2 separate regions of the Mus musculus genome follow, and region 2 is linked to region 1. A link is a contact called in public Hi-C data. All regions are on one chromosome and are shown on one strand. Each heading gives the region's core, a stretch centred on a gene start, on an enhancer-like site or on the middle of the called end of the contact. The rest is flanking DNA. Distances are from core to core; before and after follow the strand shown. Region 1 holds the start of Tet2 (tet methylcytosine dioxygenase 2). Region 2 has its middle 21 kb from the start of Cenpe.

What was found. A called contact is a pair of places that touch in the nucleus more often than the background predicts.
Region 2: a Hi-C map of B cells shows a contact between it and region 1, with 7 read pairs. The contact joins the enhancer-like site here to the promoter of Tet2 in region 1. A contact is called at or near these places in 5 of 39 promoter capture datasets (the 3T3-L1 cell line, the C10 cell line, liver and 2 more), 2 of 484 Hi-C or Micro-C datasets (B cells and palatal mesenchyme), 2 of 115 datasets of contacts at active chromatin or transcription factors (large pre-B cells and pro-B cells) and 1 of 9 other capture datasets (adipose tissue).

Annotation. Positions count from the first base shown.
Region 1 is chr3:133,542,721-133,545,922 of GRCm38.p6, reverse strand. It overlaps Tet2 (tet methylcytosine dioxygenase 2), which reads left to right and starts at 1,533. Exons shown (of 11, transcript NM_001040400.2): 1 at 1,533-1,723.
Region 2 is chr3:135,190,539-135,193,527 of GRCm38.p6, reverse strand. No RefSeq gene overlaps it. Among named protein-coding and RNA genes, the nearest start is that of Cenpe, 21 kb to the left of the region's middle. Within about 2 kb of position 1,472, at least 37 of the 459 cell types and tissues checked have an H3K27ac peak or open chromatin away from gene starts, as enhancers often do. A contact at or near this core is called in B cells, where this site is marked.

The DNA of each region.
Region 1 (3,202 bases), core at 284-2,783:
TTCCTTCCTTCCTTCTTCTTCCTCCTCCTCCTCCTTCTTTTCTCTCTCTCTCCTTTCTTTTCCTTCCTTTCTTCTTGAAACAATCTAACTACAATACCCAGCTAAATTCAAACTGTCAGACATCCTACTGCCTCAGACTTCTAAATGCTGTGATTGCAGGTCTGCTCTTTCTTTTCAAAATTTATGTGGTGTGTGTGTGTGTGTGTGTGTGTGTGTGTGTGAGAGAGAGAGAGAGAGAGAGAGAGAGAGAGAGAGAGTTAGAGAGAGAGTTAGTTGGTTCCAGGCCTCATTTCTAAAGAACACCCACCCACACACACACACAAAGAAAGGGTGCATTACAGACAATATAATAGTGTTAAAGTAGACTTAAGGTTGCTGTGAACGCAACCGATCCCACAGAAGAGGTTCCCAGATTACCTATTAAAACGTAACATTCAGTGACTGAAAACTTGAAGACAGGAGGAGGGTGGGTGGATGTGTGAGCACAAATTTCCTAAACTACTGTCTCATGATTCCTATGAATTTGCCTCGATCTCATCTTCAAAAGTTAATAATTACCAAAAGGAACATTTAAAATGTAAGTTTAAAAAACGGAAGTGCCAGCAGAAGAGCTGGTGCGCACAAGCCTTGAACTTCAGGGAAAACTGAGCGCTCTCTGCTTGTTCGGAATTCAGCTTCCCACAAGGCGGTTTCTTCATTACTTTACCGTACGGAGTGGAAATTTGTGCAAAATAGAGGAACTTACGGGGGCGCCTTGAACATTAGAAACTGCTGGCTTAATTCTTTCGAGTGACAAGCAGGGGCTCGGTGACACCGCTCCTCTGGGCTCTGCGAGACAGCACCCCCTGCGCGGCCCACGTGGCCAAAGTAAACAGAAGGTGGGCCTGGGCGGGGAGAGCCCCGGCGCCGCCGGATTGCTGCAGAGTGGAGACTTTAGCGCCCAGGCCCCTCTAGCTCTCCCGGCACGGCCTTTGGGGAAATGGGGAGCGGCTTGGCTGGGCGACAGGGAAGGGGGTGGCAGGGTGTGGGGGCGAGTGGGGAGACGACTGGTGAGGTGCTGGCAGCGGGAGCGCGGGGAGCCAGGGGCCCCTGGAGCGCGCAGGAGGGCGCAGAGTTTCCAAGTGCCTACGCGGCCCCCGCGGGAGACAGAGGCGCGGAGGCCGCCCACGCGTGGGTGTGCGGCCGGCGGCACCCGGGGCTCAGGAAAGGCCGGGGAGGAGCCGAGCAGAGGAGGTCCCCTAGCCCCCCGCGAGGGAGTGAGCGCGCAGCCGGGACTCGCCGCGCCCCCGCGAGGGAGCGAGCGCACGGCCCCGGGTCCCGCCGCGTCCCCGCGAGGGAGCGAACGCACGGCCCCGGGTCCCGCCGCGCCTCCGCGAGGGAGCGAGCACACGGCCCCGGGTCCCGCCGCGTCCCCGCGAGGGAGCGAGCGCACGGCCCCGGGTCCCGCCGCGCCTCCGCGAGGGAGCGAGCGCACGGCCCGCTCCCGCGCTCGCGCCCGCTCCGCTCGCATGCCAGTCACGTCCGCCCCCTCGGCGGCCGCCTGAGAGCCGGCCCCGCCGAGCCTAGAGAACAGACGTCAAACTGCCTTATGAATATTGATGCGGAGGCGAGGCTGCTTTCGTAGAGGAGCAGAAGGAAGCAAGATGGCTGCCCTGTAGGATTTGTTAGAAAGGAGACCCGGCTGCGACGGCGGTGGACTGCGAGGCTGAGGGACCAGAACCAGGTCAGAGCGCTGAGGTCCGCGCCTGTCTCTCTCTCTCTCTCTTTCTTTCCTCGCTCTTGACGGCTGCGGAATGGTCCCTTTCCAATCTCCCTCTCTTTCTCTCGGCCTTGCGGGGACTGTCATGTCACCCACAAATACTAAGAGGGAAGAGGGAAGCCTCACAAATTACAGGAGCTTCTTCAACATGGCTGACAAATATAGTTTTAATTCAGCACCCCCTTCTCCTGCGACCTGCACTTCTGTGGTCCCTTCTTCCTGCTAATGCGTGTCTCCCCTCTGTACCCAGAAAACTTACCTTTGTACCTCCCACCAGCCGCTCTTCTGGCCTTTTAGTCTCAGGAAAGTGAGTGTTTTCTTGGGGCTGCCTTCCTGAAAGAGTTCATCTTTGGGGACCACCACTTTCTCTTTTGATCCTCCTCTCCCCTGTTCTTAGTATAAGTCCAGGGAGCCCCTAGTTCATCCTCAGACACCCCGGAAAGAACACTGACCCGGTGTGTTTGACTCTTTTATCTCCAGTAGTGCTTGTTTGGGTCCTGTTCTGGGTTTGTGTCTCTGGCTTCCAACACGTTTGTCCCCTCGTGGACTACACTAGACAGATGTCACAGTGTGTAGATTCAGGATCCACTACGTGGAGGGCTTTTTTTTTTTTTTCCATTCTTTCTTTTTTTCTCTTGAGTCCTCGCGTTTTGTTATTGGCGCTAAGTGAGAGGGGAAAGAATAGTTTCTCTGCTCCCTGAAACAAGACCAGAACCCACTTTTCTCAAGGTTCACAAGCTCAGAGTGGGCTGTGCCTTCCAGTTTGGGAAATGTGTGTAAGAGAATCTGTGCAAATCTGTGTGTTGGCTTTGTGCTGCCCCCGAATCAGCTCGTTCTGTTCCCCTTAAGTGACAGGCACACACAAAGGCAGGCGCAGGCCGGGGGAGGGGGCGGGCGAAGCGTTTGGAGTTGGAGAAGGCAAGGTCAGGGGCGCCCGAAGAAATGAAACCCAATCCCAGAGAAGATCTCTAACAAGTCCCATCCCAAATTTCCTTCACTCTGGCACTCACTCTTTTATTTGGTCGTTCACAAACACCCCTCCTCACTCTTCACTCAGAGCTTGACTCTCTTCCCTAGACCTGCTTGCTAACTGTTAGAAAGCTTATAGGGTTTCTTCTATGGAGAGTTTTCTACGTTTGGCGAAACCAAGTGAGGCCTGGCCAGACTCTTGAGAAGGTCCTGTTAAAAGACATGATACTTGCTTGTTAATGGCTTAATTGATAGATTTTGTTTGCTTTGAGCAATTTTTGGAATAGAATTAGGTTTGTTTGTTTGTTTGTTTTGTTGTTTTTCCCAAGTTGTTTGCTTAAAATTTAGCAAAATGTTGTGGTGTTTGTCTATCTGGGGAGCAGAATAAATCTGTAGATTTAAAAATCACAAGTCACATACTGTACTTTGCTCTAATTAGGATTATAATGCTAAAATTCATACTCAGAATTCATC
Region 2 (2,989 bases), core at 223-2,722, 1.6 Mb before region 1:
GGACTTGTAGCACATGACCATGATCTAGGCTTGGAGGGTGTATTAGTCAGGGTTCTCTAGAGTCACAGAACTTATGGATAGTCTCTAGATAGTAAAGGAATTTATTGATGACTTACAGTCGGCAGCCCAATTCCCAACAATTGTTCAGTCGCAGCTGTGAATGGAAGTCCAAGGATCTAGCAGTTACTCAGTCTCACGCAGCAAGCAGGCGAAGGAGCAAGAGCTAGAGCTAGACTCCCTTCTTCCAATGTCCTTATATTGTCTCCAGCAGAAGGTGTCGCCCAGATTAAAGGTGTGTTCCGCCACACCTTTAATCCCAGATGAAAGGTGTAGCCCAGATTAAAGGTGTGTTCCTTAAACTCGGAGATTCAATCTTCTGGAATCCATAGCCACTATGGCTCAAGATCTCCAAACCAAGATCCAGATAAGGATCTCCAAGCCTCCAGATAAGGGTCACTGGTGAGCCTTCCAATTCTGGATTGTAGTTCATTCCAAATATAGTCAAGTTGACAACCAGGAATAGCCACTACAGAGGGCCAGATAATCCCTCTTGCAGCTATACCAGACTGGTCTTAAAGTCCAGAAAGAACTATAGACAAATGAATAGTCTTGACACTGTCCCAATAAAACTTGAGTAAAACAAGACTTGAATTGTCTATTATTTTTATGTATTGCACAATATTATTGTCCTTTTGCTTTCTTTTGCAGTATTTGACAATGTAAACAACAGTTATTAGTTTCTGGGCCGTGTAAAGATAGGTGGCAGACTGTATTTGGCTCATAAATCTTAGCAATTTAGAAAATCCGTTTACAGTTTCTATCAATAACTTGTGTGTCTCTACGCCTATCTTGTTAAGCTCTTTAAATAGTAGAATTTTACGCTTCTGCATACACTACTAGTTTCATTATCCATAGGATAAAAAGTCCTTTGAAGAACAATTTCATGCAGTGTTTTTCTTCTGGATTTCCCCTCATCCTTTTTCTTAGCATTTAATAAGAATACACAAAATGGTCTGGAATGAGAACAAATGATTCATTAAATGTCAACAGCTGTTGAACCACCTGTTACCCAAAAGGAGTTTAATTAGCCCCACAAGCTAATCAAGTCTTTTTAGCTGTGGGTGTAAAAAATGGAAGAAGAAATAGAAGGCAGAGCTGATTGGGAGGTGGCACTGTTGACAAGACAACATTCTTTTAGGAAAAAAAATGCAGGTATCAACAACAGCAGCAGCAGAAATTTAAGGCTCATGGTTTATTATCCTACTGATGAAGGGATATGTTCATTTGGTAAAATTATTACAGGAAGTCATAGCACGTGAAAACGACGAGGTGGAGATGATCTCTGTGAGCTTGGAGAAGTGAAACACAACAGTGGGCGTGTTGTTTATTTTCAGTTGGTCTACTCAGCTATGTAGTCTGCGGACACTTTACTAATGTAAATAAGAGATTTGGGCACAACTGGGAAATGAAACCATTTGTGGGATGTCTGGCACATAGAGTCTGTGGTGTCACAGGATGTGGTGAAGTCAATCATGTCTGAAGAAAGGTGGAGGTGGGGTGAGGCAGAGACATGGTCAAGAGTGGGACTCCACAAGCTGCAGTGAGAGGCGGTGTGTGTCAGTAAGCTGGAGCTAAAGGCATGTTTAGTGGAGCATGCAAGAACTTGCACACGTGAGCTTTCAGGATCCTATCTGCAAGAATAGCAGAGTATCTGTAACTCCTTCCATGGGTGTTTTGTTCCCAATTCTAAGAAGGGGCAAAGTGTCCACACTTTGGTCTTCGTTCTTCTTGAGTTTCATGCCTTTAGCAAATTGTATCTTATATCTTGGGTATCCTAAGTTTCTGGGCTAATATCCACTTATCAGTGAGTTCATATTGTGTGAGTTCCTTTGTGATTGGGTTACCTCACTCAGGATGATGCCCTCCAGGTCCATCCATTTGCCTAGGAATTTCATAAATTCATTCTTTTTAGTAGCTGAGTAGTACTCCATTGTGTAAATGTACCACATTTTCTGTATCCATTCCTCTGTTGAGGGGCATCTCGGTTCTTTCCAGCTTCTGGCTATTATAAATAAGGCTGCTATGAACATAGTGGAGCATGTGTCCTTCTTACTGGTTGGGACATCTTCTGCATATATGCCCAGGAGAGGTATTGCAGGATCCTCTGGTATTACCATGTCCAATTTTCTGAGGAACCCCCAGACTGATTTTCAGAGTGGTTGTACAAGCTTGCAATCCCACCAACAATGGAGGAGTGTTCCTCTTTCTCCACATCCTTGCCAGCATCTGCTGTCACCTGAATTTTTGATCTTAGCCATTCTGACTGGTGTGAGGTGGAATCTCAGGGTTGTTTTGATTTGCATTTCCCTGATGATTAAGGATGTTGAACATTTTTTCAGGTGCTTCTCTGCCATTTGGTATTCCTCAGGTGAGAATTCTTTGTTCAGCTCTGAGCCCCATTTTTAATGGGGTTATTTGATTTTCTGGAGCCCACCTTCTTGAGTTCTTTATATATATTGGGTATTAGTCCCCTATCTGATTTAGGATAGGTAAAGATCCTTTCCCAATCTGTTGGTGGTCTTTTTGTCTTGTTGACGGTGTCTTATGCTTTGCAGAAGCTTTGCAACTTTATGAGGTCCCATTTATCGATTCTCGATCTTACTGCACAAGCCATTGCTGTTCTATTCAGGAACTTTGGACCATCTAGAGACTGCCATATCCGGGGATCCATCCCATAATCAGCTTCCAAACACTGACACCATTGCACACACTAGCAAGATTTTGCTGAAAGGACCCAGATAGAGCTCTCTTTTGTGAGACTATGCTGGGGCCTAGCAAACACAGAAGTGGATGATCACAGTCAGCTATTGGATGGATCACAGGGCCCCCAGTGGAGGAGCTAGAGAAAGTACCAAGGCGCTAAAGGGATCTGCAACCCTATAGGTGGAACAACATTATGAACTAACCAGTACCCCGGAGCTCTTGACTC